Regions from separate parts of the Anas platyrhynchos genome. Here region 1 is linked to region 2. Evidence: chromatin contacts called from public Hi-C data. All regions are on one chromosome and are shown on one strand. The core of a region is the stretch at or near the end of the contact, and the rest is flanking DNA. Distances in the headings are between cores, read along the strand shown. Region 1 overlaps SLC39A8 (solute carrier family 39 member 8). Region 2 overlaps NFKB1 (nuclear factor kappa B subunit 1).

The links. A called contact is a pair of places that touch in the nucleus more often than the background predicts.
Region 1: a Hi-C map of subcutaneous adipose tissue shows a contact between it and region 2, with 2.2 times the contacts expected there. The contact joins two enhancer-like sites. A contact is called at or near these places in 5 of 8 Hi-C or Micro-C datasets (F1 follicle, F5 follicle, skeletal muscle and 1 more).

The regions. Positions count from the first base shown.
Region 1 is chr4:9,976,998-9,983,820 of IASCAAS_PekinDuck_T2T, forward strand. The region is part of intron 2 of SLC39A8 (solute carrier family 39 member 8); the gene reads left to right. Among named protein-coding and RNA genes, the nearest start is that of SLC39A8, 8.2 kb to the left of the region's middle. Within about 2 kb of position 4,189, at least 2 of the 8 cell types and tissues checked have an H3K27ac peak or open chromatin away from gene starts, as enhancers often do. A contact at or near this core is called in subcutaneous adipose tissue, where this site is marked.
Region 2 is chr4:9,930,152-9,937,200 of IASCAAS_PekinDuck_T2T, forward strand. NFKB1 (nuclear factor kappa B subunit 1) reads right to left here. Exons shown (of 24, transcript XM_072036960.1): 9 at 6,313-6,417; 10 at 4,366-4,457; 11 at 3,648-3,786; 12 at 1,103-1,225; 13 at 219-314. Among named protein-coding and RNA genes, the nearest start is that of NFKB1, 38 kb to the right of the region's middle. Within about 2 kb of position 4,925, at least 2 of the 8 cell types and tissues checked have an H3K27ac peak or open chromatin away from gene starts, as enhancers often do. A contact at or near this core is called in subcutaneous adipose tissue, where this site is marked.

The DNA of each region.
Region 1 (6,823 bases), core at 2,939-5,438, 46 kb after region 2:
TAATGCAAATGAGAACAGCTATTTGGTTCTTGATGCCTTTGTCACTTTTTGTTACTAGTTACTCTCATTAAATATATGTTGAGTTAGATTTATGAGGTCTTTTTGGGTTGGGTGTACTGAACAGGACTGATTTTAACTGTAGAGATAGTACAATTTAGGTAACTTGACTTTTTATTACTGCTATTCTATGCTGTAGTAGTTCTTCAAGGCCCCACTAGAGGAAAGAAGTTCCAGACAGCTAAGGTCTATACAAATACATAGGGAAGAGATTTCCTTTGCCACAGAGCTTTCTCCATCTAAATATATAACAGAAAACAGATTATGGAAGCACAAAATGGCCCCTTTGGTGCTATTTGAGCTTGTGCAGCAATTTGCTCAAATCTTCCGCTCAACTGTTGGTAGAAGTAAGTTCTGATTTCCTGAACTGTTCTGGTTGCAGACTTCAAGCCCCTACTGTAATTGGTGATATTTGTAAAATTCCAATCTTAGAGGCTCTGGATATGTGGAAAGCTTTCTCTCTACTTTTAATGAAAACTGAAGTGTTTTTTTTTTTGTTTTTGTTTTGTTTTTTTAAATATCAGTATTCAAAAGATGTCTTTTTAAAACTCGTGTGATTTACTTTAGGCAAATTCTGTGGCGTTAGCAGACCTTGCAATTTGGTGATGTTGAGGGGGTTAAAAACAGTGAGTGGTGAGCCAAGACAAGTCACTAGTGTAATGGATCAGGCATCTTAAAAATGCAAGATTATAAAAGAATATTTGGAGGGTAGTAGGAAAAGCAAGCTGTCTCATGGATTTGGTTCCATAAAAGCTCTTTTTCTCAGCCTTTGCTCCAGAGCCATGAGGGCTAGAAAGCTTTTTTTAAGAATGTATCCTGTATGTAAAACAGCAACATCCAAAACAGTACCAGCGCTATCTGCATTTGTGATGAGATGCAACAAGCTGATGAAAAGCAAGAGGATGTGCCGTAACAAGAAAAGGAGTGCTGTGATAGAGCAGGGTTTGGGGAAAAGAGGGGAACCTCAGTCTGTTTTCTGCTCTGCACAAGAAAAGCAATGAGTGGTAGTAGTGGAGGAAGCAGAGTGTTCTCCATATTGTAGTTTCTTTCTTAGTTCCTTTCTTGATTTCCTGATTGGAAGCTGAAACCAAAGGGGTCTGAGAGATGATGGGACAGAGTCTTTTATTCTTTCTTTTTCTATTACGCTTTTTAAGAGCATGATGCAGAGGACTCTAAGCTATAAATAAACATCCCAGAAACAAAGCCAGAAGTGATGTGACCACGTAATCGTGTTGCTGTTTCCAGGCACGTTGGCTTGGACACTGTTGTGCTTGCATAGCCTGCCCTGCTCTTAAGGCTAAGGAACCCCACGCAGTGCTAGGGCACTGGTGCGAATGCTTGTACAGGCTCAGGGTCTCAGCACTGTGCACTTAGAGATCAGGTCTCCATGTGAGTTTTCTGACCTGAGGGTAGGGAAATAGAATTGCAAAGTCTCCAAATGCATCTATTTACCTAGACGTCCAAATAAGAATATGAGACTACTGTTTAAGCCCTTGGGTGTATTTACAGCAACTCTTACCAACTTTTAGCGCTGTGTTGCCAACAATTGGCTGCACCCAAAGACACTCCCTTAGATAGCATAGTGAAAACTTAGTTCTGCTTGCATTCACATCAAGGGCAAACTCTTGTTGACCTACCTGGGTGTAGGGCTGGCAGCTGAGGAAGGATCTCTGCTTTCCCTACAGGTTTGGAAAACATCCTAACAGTGGGCCCATGTGGCTGCAAATAGTAAGTCTGCACAGCATTTTCAAAACTGCTCAAATGTTTCTTGAAGCAAGGCTTAGCTTTGCAAGCTGTACATAGGTCTGCAAGAAGGTAAAATGGGAGTCATGATTTCATGAATGCTTCTGGGGAGGTCCAGCTGAGCCTGCTGGAATCTGACTGTGGTCTAGCCAGGTTAGAAAAATGTTCTCCTTGTGACAAAGATGCTGTTCTTATTCGAAGGATATAGAACAGAAGTCGGGAGAAATGTTGATCAAAGATATGAATGTTAGATTCTCTGTGCCTCAGATTGTTCCTAATTCTTCCCACAGTTTTTATCTCAAGAGACAATATGGACACACTATAACTTAAGATCAATCTGTCCGATACTTGGACAATTTCTATGGCCCTGCATCCTATGTCTTGCTCCATCCCATAACACTACTTGTAGGAGGGGGTCGTGCAACTAGAAGACTCACTTGCTATTTGACACAGCAGGTCCTCCAGGACTAGAATCTAGAAATGTCGGTACACACTGGTATAGTACTTTTTTTTTTTTTCCCCAGATATTTGCCCTCATTGACTTCTGTTGCAGATATGAGTACTTTCAGCACTTCTGCAATCAGGCTTCAGTGTCCAAGTAAAGCAAATAGAAAATGAGGAACACAGACTACCTGTGAAAAGTTTGGTTTAAGTGATGTGACCAGAATCACAGAAGAACTCTGGCACAGCAGAGGAGGCATAACAGCTTATTTGGGCAGAATTAAGGAGAAGATCCTCTCTCTTCCAGAGTTGCTTTGTTTGCTATAATCCTCCCAGCTAATGCTGGAAAAGTCATGGGAGCCCTATGGAATGCAGTCTCTTGAACGTGTGGTTCTTCTCCAGACCATCCCTATCCTAACAATTCAGATGCCATAGAGTGGCAACTTCCATACAAAACAAAGGAATTCTGGTGAAGTTATGAGCTGAAAATAATCACTTATTGATAAGAAGTACTCATCAATAGGTTGTTAATACTAGCAATATAATCAGCCCCCTTCATAATATAAAAACGAACTTATTGTTAGAGCAAAAGGCTCAGAATCTGGGTTTTATATGTAGATTTTCAGTATAACTTAGAAACTCTGATCTTTTAAGCCAAAGACTGGAGAAAGAGTCAGAAAAGCTAAAATAAAGGCAATAGCTGGTGACCAATTCCTGTTTAGTAGCACATGTAACCTTTATTCTTTCCTACTTTGCAAACAAACAAGCAATGTGTCAAGCAAACAAGTCTCCAAACTGTGGTTTGGATTGACATAGACGCAAAAACACTTAATCTTATTTTGATCCTCCAATAACATGCAGTAAGTAGTATGTCTTTTCTTTTTTTTCTGGTTGTATTAATTACTGCAACTTGTATGAAGATGAAAACTGAATAGCTGCCACAGGTCAGTCTCCTGATCTACCAATAGTTTAATTAAGCTGGGGCTTTAAAACCTTGGAAGAGCATTGAATAAACTTGAAACTGGAAAAGGTGAGATTTGATCAAATTACATACAACTCATCTTCTACATCTTCTCAATGTTTTATGTGACAAAGTAGCATCATTAGCCGACAAATGCTCTCGCTAAAACTAGAGCTAGTGATTCCCTCTCTAAAAAATGCTCTGCTGTGAGCTGTACAAGCTGAAACAGAAATGCTGAGCAGGAAGGTAACCTGCAAAGTAGATTACTGCACTATAAAACTGATGCCTTTTATCACTGTGACCTACATTTTAAAAAAAGAAATCCACCTCTACTAACTTTCATCCAATATGACCTCAAACTGTCAGGCACCGCTGCATCTCAGATGTTTATTAGTTCTTGATGTGAAGAAATCTTATACTCAACTTTTTTTAAGGGAAAAATACTTCAAAAGTCATTGATCTTTATCCCCCCTTCCTCCCCACATAAACATGTAACTCCTTACTTGTGACAAAATTGACAAAATACTGTAAATGTGAAGTCATGAAATGTTCAGGTAGTGCCACAAATGAGGACATTATCATCTCAAGCTACCAGGAACCTTGTGATTTTTCTGAGGACTGCAGCAGAGTTTCTCACTCAGACTGTGATTCATGTTTGTACCAGAACAGGTCAGAGATTTCAGTGGAGAAGCCTGATCACATGAAGTGCATGTCCAAACCTGTTACAGTTCTTTACCCAGGGGCCAAAACCAACCACGAGTCTTTCTTTTCCTTCACGTTACCCCTTAGCAGAAAAACAGCTATTTAGATTTATTATGTTTGTTATTAAGTTGTCTTAATAGCTATGCAAAGTGCCCTTTTTCCATGCATATATCAAAGCCATATCATGGAAAAAACACGATCTGCCTCCTTTTAACTCCTGTGTGTGCTTCAGTGCCAAGACTGCTGTAAGGGCCTCCTCTGGACTCTGTTTAGAATGTGTGCAATCAACAGAATACGTTGCCAAATCCTTGCTGGTCATTTCTATTAAGGGAAGCTCCCACTGGTTTTGATTGCTAAATCTTTTCCATTTTGGCTTGCGTGGAAATGCTTGAAAGAGGCATTACAGAACAAACACAATGGATATAAAATATGTAAGACGGTGTATTTCTGATCTAAATAAAGGAAATCACCTCAAAATTAATCCTGCCCTCAAATCCATAAAGAAAATAGTTGTATTGTTTTCAACATCTAGCTTAAAAAGGAGTATGACTACTTGAACAGTTTCCAAAATTTCCAGATTTGGTAATGTTCACAAGTCAGACTTCTGTTAGTCAAGTACTTCTCCTGAACTATGAACAGCAGCTCTGGAATCTCCAGACTTGCTAAAATATATCTTAAAAAAAAATAAAAAAAGAGGGCAGTGTGTCAGACTTCCTTCATTAATCTAAACTTGTTTAATGAGGACCAGAGAGGAAATTCTGAGTAAATGGAGTCAATATTTCAGCATCTGTCTTGGCCACATAAGAGAAGAGACAAACTTGAGAGAGAACAAACAGAAAAAGCCCCAGTGGATTTCCATCTAATCCATCCCATTAAACGCTAACCTGCACAGACAACTGGGTACTGTGTGCTGCTTGCCACAGTGTGAAGGGTTTCCACAACAAAACCAGATGCCAAAGAATTGTAGTGCACCAGAAGGTCACAGAGCTAAGGAAATGACTTAAAATAACAGTTTTCTAAACATTCTATAGGTTAGCAGAGAGAAGAAACTATGTGTTTGAGGGTACCAGTAAAAGCACATTGGCACTGCGGTCACCTGATGAAGATCTCATCACCTGATAGGAGGCTAATTAAGATGTCATATGACAGCCTGAAGAGCCCCACCAGGAGCTCAAAGTTTAGTTTCTCTAGAGCTGCCATAGTGCATGGTTTATTGCATATGGAATTTGTGAGATACTTACCAAAAGGGTGAGTTTAAGTGCTTTTAAGATGCCATTTTTTTCCCACTTTTCCTGAGCTCTACAGAGTAAAAGTGTGGAATGATGAGAAATCTTTCAGAAAACCTTTCTAAACCTTTCTATTTTTGAAGAACTCATGTACTTTGTGATCCTGTGGCAAGGAATCTGTTTCAGCTTCCTGAGGGATTTAGGGCTTGGTTCTGCAGAGAAAATGTTAAGTTGTGAGCCTGTCTCCTGGAAGAGACGGTCTGTACCCTCTGAGTGTTTTTAGGCTATGCCTTAACAAGATTCACCAGAATTGGCAGAACTGTGGCACTGTTGATGAGCACTGTAAGCTTGTGATCAAGGAAAGCCCCAGCATGAAAAACAAGTAGAAGGAATGAACTAGCAGGAGTTGAGCTGCAGAATGTTATAGATGCTCTGCTTGCCAAGGCAAATGGGTAACTGGGTGAAGGCGGGGGCTCTTGTTTCCAGCTGTGTGGAGGGGCTTTTGAGAAGTGCTAGAGAGGAACTGACTCTTTGGTGCAATGGGTAAGAGTGACACAGGGAGGTTCTGCAGACAAGTTTAGGCTGTGACATAGAAAACCAGAAAGCAGAACCCCCAAACATCACTTTCCGAAATGTGCTTAATGTTACATGAAGTATCCGCCGGAGTTGGAGAGTTAGCTTCAAAATCCAGCTGAGAAAATGACGTATGGAGGAAGAGTTGAAAATCACTGGGAAGTGGGCACACACAATGTGAGAGGTTCCATAGCAAGGTGCACGCCATGCCTAGGGATCTTGGTCCTCCAGTTACTTCAAATGAAGACCTGCCTACAGAAACCAATATGCCAGAGGCTGAAAGATTTTGATCTTTCCTTTGCTATGGGGTCAGGATGCCTTAGGGTGTGATCCATCATGCACAGATTGGGCTGTAGCCAGAGGTGTACCACTGGATTTCCTTCGTAAATTTATAGAGACGCTCTTAAGCTCTAACTTTGAGGAGGTGAAGGACACTGAGTTGTTTTTCTATAGCTTCTAAGGAAGTTCACCTCTTCCAATTGATCTGAAATGAATATTTATCATCAAACTAAAACAATACTGGTAAAGAGACCTAAAATTATTCTAACAGTTTTTACCACGTACAGAACCTGAAATGTAGTGGGTTATATTGAGATCTGCAATCCCATGATCGGATTCACTCTTTAATCGTCTAAGTCAAATAGTGGGCAATAATTAATTTAGATAAAATTGGTGCTGAGGGTAAACAGGGATATTTTCTTTATTGAAGCCTGCCTAGTTTGGGGCCGGATTTCCAGGTCTCAGAGCTAGCTTCAGTGCTGAATGCTGTAGTGGGTTCATTACAGTGTGATGCAAACCATTTCACTTTTGGCAGTACAGATACAGATCATCAAGTCCAGCACTACTGACTTGACTGTTGTTTTCTTTGTGGTAACTTTGCTTTGTTTTTACCTTTTGTCTTAATACAAAATTCGTTTTAACAGCAGTAATCTCCTTAAAGCCATGCTCTCAAGGTTGTTTTGTTAAGGACTGGATCTAATGTCTCCTTAAAGGACATCAATGCTAAGGCTAACTGATACTTGAAAAACAAACAAACATAAGACCAACAACAACAGACAGTCAGGACTCCAGTGTGTAGGTGGAGGGAAGCCTTGGCTGCTGAAGTATTAGGGCTACAAGT
Region 2 (7,049 bases), core at 3,675-6,174:
GGACACAACTGAAAAGAAGCAGAGCAATATAACGTATACAAGCCTCTGTGCTACCAGAGGTTCTAGGAGTGGCTCCAGGGAAAAAGCTAACCTTCCACAGCACACTTAAGTGAAACCTGCATCACAGCACACTGTTAAACATGCATAGCCTCAGCTCATACTGTAAAAGAAAAAGACAGTCAAACTCAATTAAACTGTTGCAAGAATGACATCTTTACCGTTGCCATGTTTCATTCCAGCATTGGACTTTGTTGTGCCAGGGTGGAAATGCATCCCTCCAAAAGCTGAGTAACCGTATGAAGGGTAACTGAACCCTAAAGAAAGGAAAAAGATTAAGAATTAACAGAATGACACCCTGAAACAATGAAAATGCAATCTAGAAGAGCACTGAGAGTAAAGAGATGAAATTTTTTCTACACATTTTGTGGTTTATTCCATCCACTTCAAACAAATTTTACAAACTGAAGGTGCACTCTGCCACCCCCCTTCAAAAACCCAAAGAAATTCTAGATGGCTGACTAGTGATTCTCAGTCCCCAAATCCGTAAGACCTCACCCATGTAATATCACTAGTACAATGCATTTAAAACTCAACTGAAACCTCGCAAGTTGTCTCCATGCTTGTAAATCACCGTGATTACAACAGATTTGTATTTGGTGTTACATTGTACGTGTGCTGCTAGCAATGCATGTCATGATTTGAAAACTACTGCTCTACACCCACCCTTCTCTGAAAAAAGGGCTACTTGTAGTTCAGATGGCATTTGCTGATCATTTGCTCATCAGTGCTCTGCTGCAAGAAATCAAAGCATTTCTCTTATATCCTGCATCTCAGATATGCTCAGGTTTCAATAGATAGAGCACAGCAAGAAAATTACTATAAAGAATCTCGAATTTTGTAATAATGCTTTGCAGTAACAGGGTTAATTTGCTAAATTCCTCTAGGAATTACTCCATTATACCAGGTATAAAGATAGGAGAGTCAGATCTCATCTCACTAGAAGTAGATGAATTCCTCATTTCATTTTTATAATCAAAATAATTATCTGCAGGCTCTCAAAGCAGAACCCCTGTCCCTCTTCCCCCCCAAACAGCTGTCTTACCAGAGCCTGCCCCGCTGCCTCCCCCGCCATACATGCCACCTCCTCCTGCGCCGCTGCCTCCGCCGTAGCCATCTGAGAAGTTTGGCATGAGCTTCTGTCGTTTTCTTTGCACTTCTTCTTTATCTGCGTTTCAGGTGAGAAGGAACAGATGGAAAAAGGAGTCATGCTTAGTAGTGGCCATGCACAGAAAAGGATGAGTATTCACAAGTTACTAGTAAAAATTACTAGTTTATAAGGGAAAATGAGGAGTGCTGTAGAAGAATAAACTCACTTCTAGCCCCAAACAGAACAATCTTGTACATAATGGAGCAGTGAGAATCAAGCTATCGCCAAGTTCCCAGCCAGACTGACAGCATCATTCAGGCCCGCATGGCCTCTGCTGTTCTATCAGGTGCCTCATGCCCAGACTGGGAGGGACACGTGCAGAAATGTCCTGGGAGGCTCAGAGCTTCCTTCAACAGCAGCTCCTGTCCAGTGGCCTCCAAATTCTTCAATGTCTAAGTGAAGTCATAAATCAGCACAAGTGCCTTGAACCAAATACTTGCTCAAGAAAATTCATCTTTGGGGAATACAGGCACAGGTTCCTCCACTAAACAAATCCACTTCAGAAACAGACACTTATAAAAAAGGGGTCAGCAAATCACAAGACACTGATCTCCAACAGCTCAGAGCACCTGCAGTGCCCCTTAAACTTTTGTTTAAGGTTAAGGATGGTGAGAAATGTTGAAAAGAACGTTTGCTTGAAATGATTTACTTAAATTAACAGAAAGACCAACAGAATAAAGACAGCTTATTTTCAGGCAGGATATAATACTGTCAAACCATGCGGAGCAGAAGTAGGCAAAAAAAAATAAGAATTTTATCATGTAAGTAAAAAATAATCCTTAGACCTACTGGAAAGCAAAACACAAAGGTTTAGAAGAAGTATCCCAGTGACTGAGAAAGTGAAAATGGCACGACAAAAACTATCTGTACAGGGATACAAAGATTACAAGGTTAAAACCCACTAAAACTGTTAAGAAAAGAACATACAAACCACCTTCAATAAACGATCTATTAGTTTTCAACAAACATACGACAAAAAGAAATTACATGCACAGCCACATCAGTCAGTGCATCAAACTGGACAGCTGACTATATGGAACAGTACACTGAAGAGTAGAAGTGCATTATTTCCAGGCATACATGATCTGTAAGTACATATGCATGCACGCACCAGGCATACTCACACTGACGAGGAGAGAAAACTCTAGAGAGCAATCTAGTCAGAGAAACAAACAAAAAATCCACATACACATGTCTAAGTTCATTTGAACACTTGCAACAGGGGAAAAATACAGACCCTAAATGGTAATTTTATGATAAGATTGTATAGGGCATCCTAAAATGCACATAATGCTGAATTAATTTTACTTGAGAGGTTCATAAAAAAAAGTTTGCTTCACATTTGGCAACTTTGTTCTGCAGTTAGACATTTCATCTCCATAAAACTTGGGCAAGGGATTCCTTAAACCATTACTGATACAAGATCTTCTAGCTACTCTGGAAGATTTTGAAAAGGCATGCTTTCTGCTATTTTGTTATAATAAGTGTAAAATAGATTCAGCTGTACAACTCCCACCTCCCCTCTCCTCAGCTTAGTCCCTTAGCACTGATGCACACATATTTCAGAGTTTGATGGGGTACTGATTTCAGCATGGCTCCAAATGAGGTACTGCAAACTTGCAAGAGTAGGACTTAGCAGCACAAACTGCAGGCAGGTTAACCATTAAGGAGGTAGACTATCAGTGCAACAAAACACTAATTCTGACTGGGACCTCAAGGTATTTCCGTATCTTTAACATTATTAATATTTAAAAACATACTGATGCTGTCTTTCACGTCAAACTCATTTGAAACGTAGAAGAGTTGAATGGGCACAGACTTGCTGGTTAGACTTCTCACTAACAACTCAGGAAGCAGGTCTGATGCCAGCTGTTCTGCCTCAGCTAGCTAACTAACATTTTACCCTAAGGGGTTGAAACAGCACTTTCCCTACTCTTTCAAAAAGGGTCTCGGGTTCATTAGGCAGTATAGGCAATTGGAAAATTCAAAAACATCAGAGAACTTGTGAGGCATGATGGTGAAAGAAGAGAACTGGAAAAAATATACTTTTTCCACCAGATACCAACCAGTCTTCAGTTTAAGGTTTCAACTGAAAGTACTGACAGCAAGATGTCCTCAAATATTATTTTGCAGAAACTCAGAGAAGAGAGTGCCATCTACTGTATGAACAGGCATATAGGAAACTCACCCAGAGTAAGGCTCAGTAGAAAGACACAGATTTACTGCTTACCAGTCCAACAACAACAGAAACCAATAAGCCATAACAGAAGTAACAGTTTTCCTATTAGCTCTGCACAAAACAAGGCGGCAAATATCCTCTTTTATAAAAATAGTAACTACAAAAAATGTTTCACTCAACACATGTCCTATCCTATTAACAGTATTCCTAGGGACCTTGCAGTTTCTGCTTCTGGGATACAAAGTGGGTTTAATGAATTACCTTTGATTTCCGGATAGTAAAGAAAGGGCTTTGGTTCACTTGTTTCCAGATCAGATTTCCGACGCAGTTGTACAAAAACAGAGGCTGGCTTTGTGATGTTGACATCTCGATACTTGGGTGTTTTAAACACAATAGCAAACTGTGAAGGAAACAATGATAAGTGCGTTTGTCACGGACAGTGGTTTTTGGCAACTGCATGTACATTTGTGTTATTTTTGTGGGAGTTGGTTCATTACTAGGGAGTCAAAAATTCTTTGCGAAAGGCTGCTGCCACAACAAACTTCCATTTCAGTTTTCAGCTGTACCTTTGAGTTAGAGTCCTAAAGTCTTTTGTGAAAGACAGAACCGCCAGGAATCGCCTTGCCACGTGTGTTAGTACCACACTGTTTCTCCCCTCATCATTGAGCATCTACTCTGTGGCTTTCTCAGCATCCTCATAGGAGCTGTGAGAGTTTCCTATATATCCTATCCCAATTCGCACTGGTGTATGTTTAATGCAAGTGATCTCTCTCCCGATTTCCTACAGCTACATTCCTACCTTAGATCTTAAAAGAACAGTTAAGATTCTGTTATTATTAGGAAGTAGCCAACAAAAGACAGGGACTGAAGAGGTTAGTATGGGATACAGAGGTTTTCACCTAATTTTCTAATTATACTATAATCCTGGTTTCTTAAGATCAGAAAACCATTAACAAATGGCAAATGCTCTGTTACTTACCTGCCTATGTACATCTGTAGGAGAAAAGTCTCCAAAGCCTTCCCACATACCACCATTCTCATCCTCCTCATAGAAACGTATTTGAATATCATCTGCAAAGAGTGAAAGAAACAATAACTTTGGGATGTTTGCGCATTTGTTTAACCTTTGGCTAAGTTTATTTCAGATAAAAATCAACACGGTTACTTTTTAGCTGGGTGATAATACTACATGAATAATGCATGAATCATCGTTATCCCTGTTATGAAAACAACACAGATAACCCATTTTTGACATCAGTTTTAGATCAGCCTGATTCTAATGACTTCACCGATGTTGCTCTCAGTTTCCTGAGCAGTAAAAGGAGAATTAGGTTCACTACCTCTTCCTATCTAGGGCTAGCAAACATTCCAGAGGAGCTTTATTTGGAACAAGTGTGTAGGGAGGGGAGAACTTGAAGCGTGAACTGTAGAAACCACCCCCTCTCCTCCAGCAGTTTCAGTTCAGAAAACTGTAGCAAAACCCGAAGTGCCACAGTTCAAGTTCCGCTTGCTGCTGGCAGAGCGCCATGCAGAGCTGCGGCTCAGCCAGACGGCAGAGGTGTGAGCGAGCAGCTCGTCAGCAGTGATCCCTCACCCCCCAAACACAGCACAGGCCACGCCATAAATGTGAGACTTGGCTTCTGCTCCTCTAAACAACTTTTATTTCGTTCTCTGTTTGGCTACTAATTTATATGTTTTTAGGAGAGCTTGGGAAATACCACACTCGTATATTCCTTCCCCAGCACCTCTGAGGAGAAGAAATAATAGCAAAACTATTTTCTCGTGGGGTGGCTGAAGCAGGACATGCTTTTGGAGCAGGCAGACTGCTTCCTCTGATCCACCACCTGCTAGTCTCAAGATTGCAAACCACTGCTTCCAGCCCTGCTGTCCTGCATGCTCAAGTTCCTTTAGGCAGGAGGTTTCTGAGAGCAGTGAGGTCAGGGGAAACCCCACTAGGGCTGAGGGGAAACCCCACCTCGGGGCTTCCACTGAGTCAGACTTTTATTTATTTATTTTGTGCACAAGATTTATGTTTCATCTCAGTTCTCCTGAAAGCAGAGGGTATACACACTACTGAAGAAAACAGTTTTTTCAAAGCCCCCAAAGTGCTCTCTCTCTCCTGATAAACTGGTAGAAGAACTTGGCAGGGAAGAGAGGTGGAAGAGGATAGCCTGCATTAATGGAAAGCAGCAACACGATTTTAATAACACTCATTGCAAACAGGTGAGAACTGGGCACTTGCTCTGCCATCCAATCTATACCAGGGAGTTCCAGGTATCACCTACAGCTGAAAAATGCAAAGGGTTTACCCCACTCCTTGTTTATTTTTTTCTTTTTAGTTGAGCCCAAATACTACAACCACATAAACCATTAAGAGCCCAATCCTGACACATTCATAGCCATAAGCAGAGATTACTAAAACAAGTGTGTAAGAAGTATCAGTTTACCCTGAGTAATCTCTACCATTAGCATATAGGTAAAAATGAAGTTATTAGCAGCAGCACTGAAAACGTTCAGTTCCCACTGGTGATTAATAATGAATGCTCATACTTACCCTTTATAGTCAGAAACTTAATAATAAACCAGAAACTTTAGAATAATTCAGAGCAGGTGTGAGATAATGGAATCAAAGATCACCCAGAACCCATTACCCACAAAAAAGAAAAAAAAAAGATCATGGGAAGGGCAGAAATTTGAGAAGAACAAAGTTGATCACATGGTCTCTGGGGAGGCAACATATGCTGAATTTGCTTTGCAAGCTTATTTTTATTCATTTTCTGGACTGTTGGCCTGGATTCCAGAAAGGCTGAGCACTTACACATCCTGCTGCGCTATCAGAAGAGGAGAATAGTAAGGCAGCCCAGCAGTTCTCATGCATTACTCCAGATGAACCCCCGGTGTGCCTTACAATACCCAGGACACTTACCTTTCTGAACCTTGTCACAGAGAAGGTAAATCTCTTCCCCTCCTGTTACGCACCCTGCCGTTCTGTCCATTCTTACAATTTTTAAGTTGGAGGCATTGGGAGCTTCTATTGAAAGGAAAAGATTTTAAAAATGTTTAACTTCGCAACAATTTTAGATTACATAAAGTAAAAATAAAAATACACAAATGCAACACACAGACAAGCCACCAATTCAACCTACTTAAATTTGTTTATGACTTAAAAAGGATGAATCAACAGTTTTTCATCTTACGGGTGAAATCTTGTATGCTCTAAGCTCTGAATGAACTGTTAACTATAAAATAAGGCCCTGGCCATCCCAGCACAATTAGTGTTAGTACAAAAACAGAGCAGTGAACTGCATCCTGCAACTTTATGACAAGAGCGCATTACAGGAGAACATTTTCTTTCCTGTTTTCTTTGCAATGTGACACTGCTGAAAGCTGTTACCTTTAAGTCATTAGGTTAATGCAATATGCAATGCTTGCTCTGCACTGTGGCTTACTTGAAAGCAACCTCAGTCCCTGACCAACATACCAGACTGCGATCAAAAAGCTCACCTCCACAGATCTTAGCAGAGGCAGCAATGGAAACCTATGGGTTCTTGAGATAGAGCTATCATCTGATAATTAAATCATGTGTGATGGACAATTATGTGACAAATTGTGTCCTCTCTGTGGAAAGGACTTGGATGGTTCAAAAAAGGACATTAGGGAAAA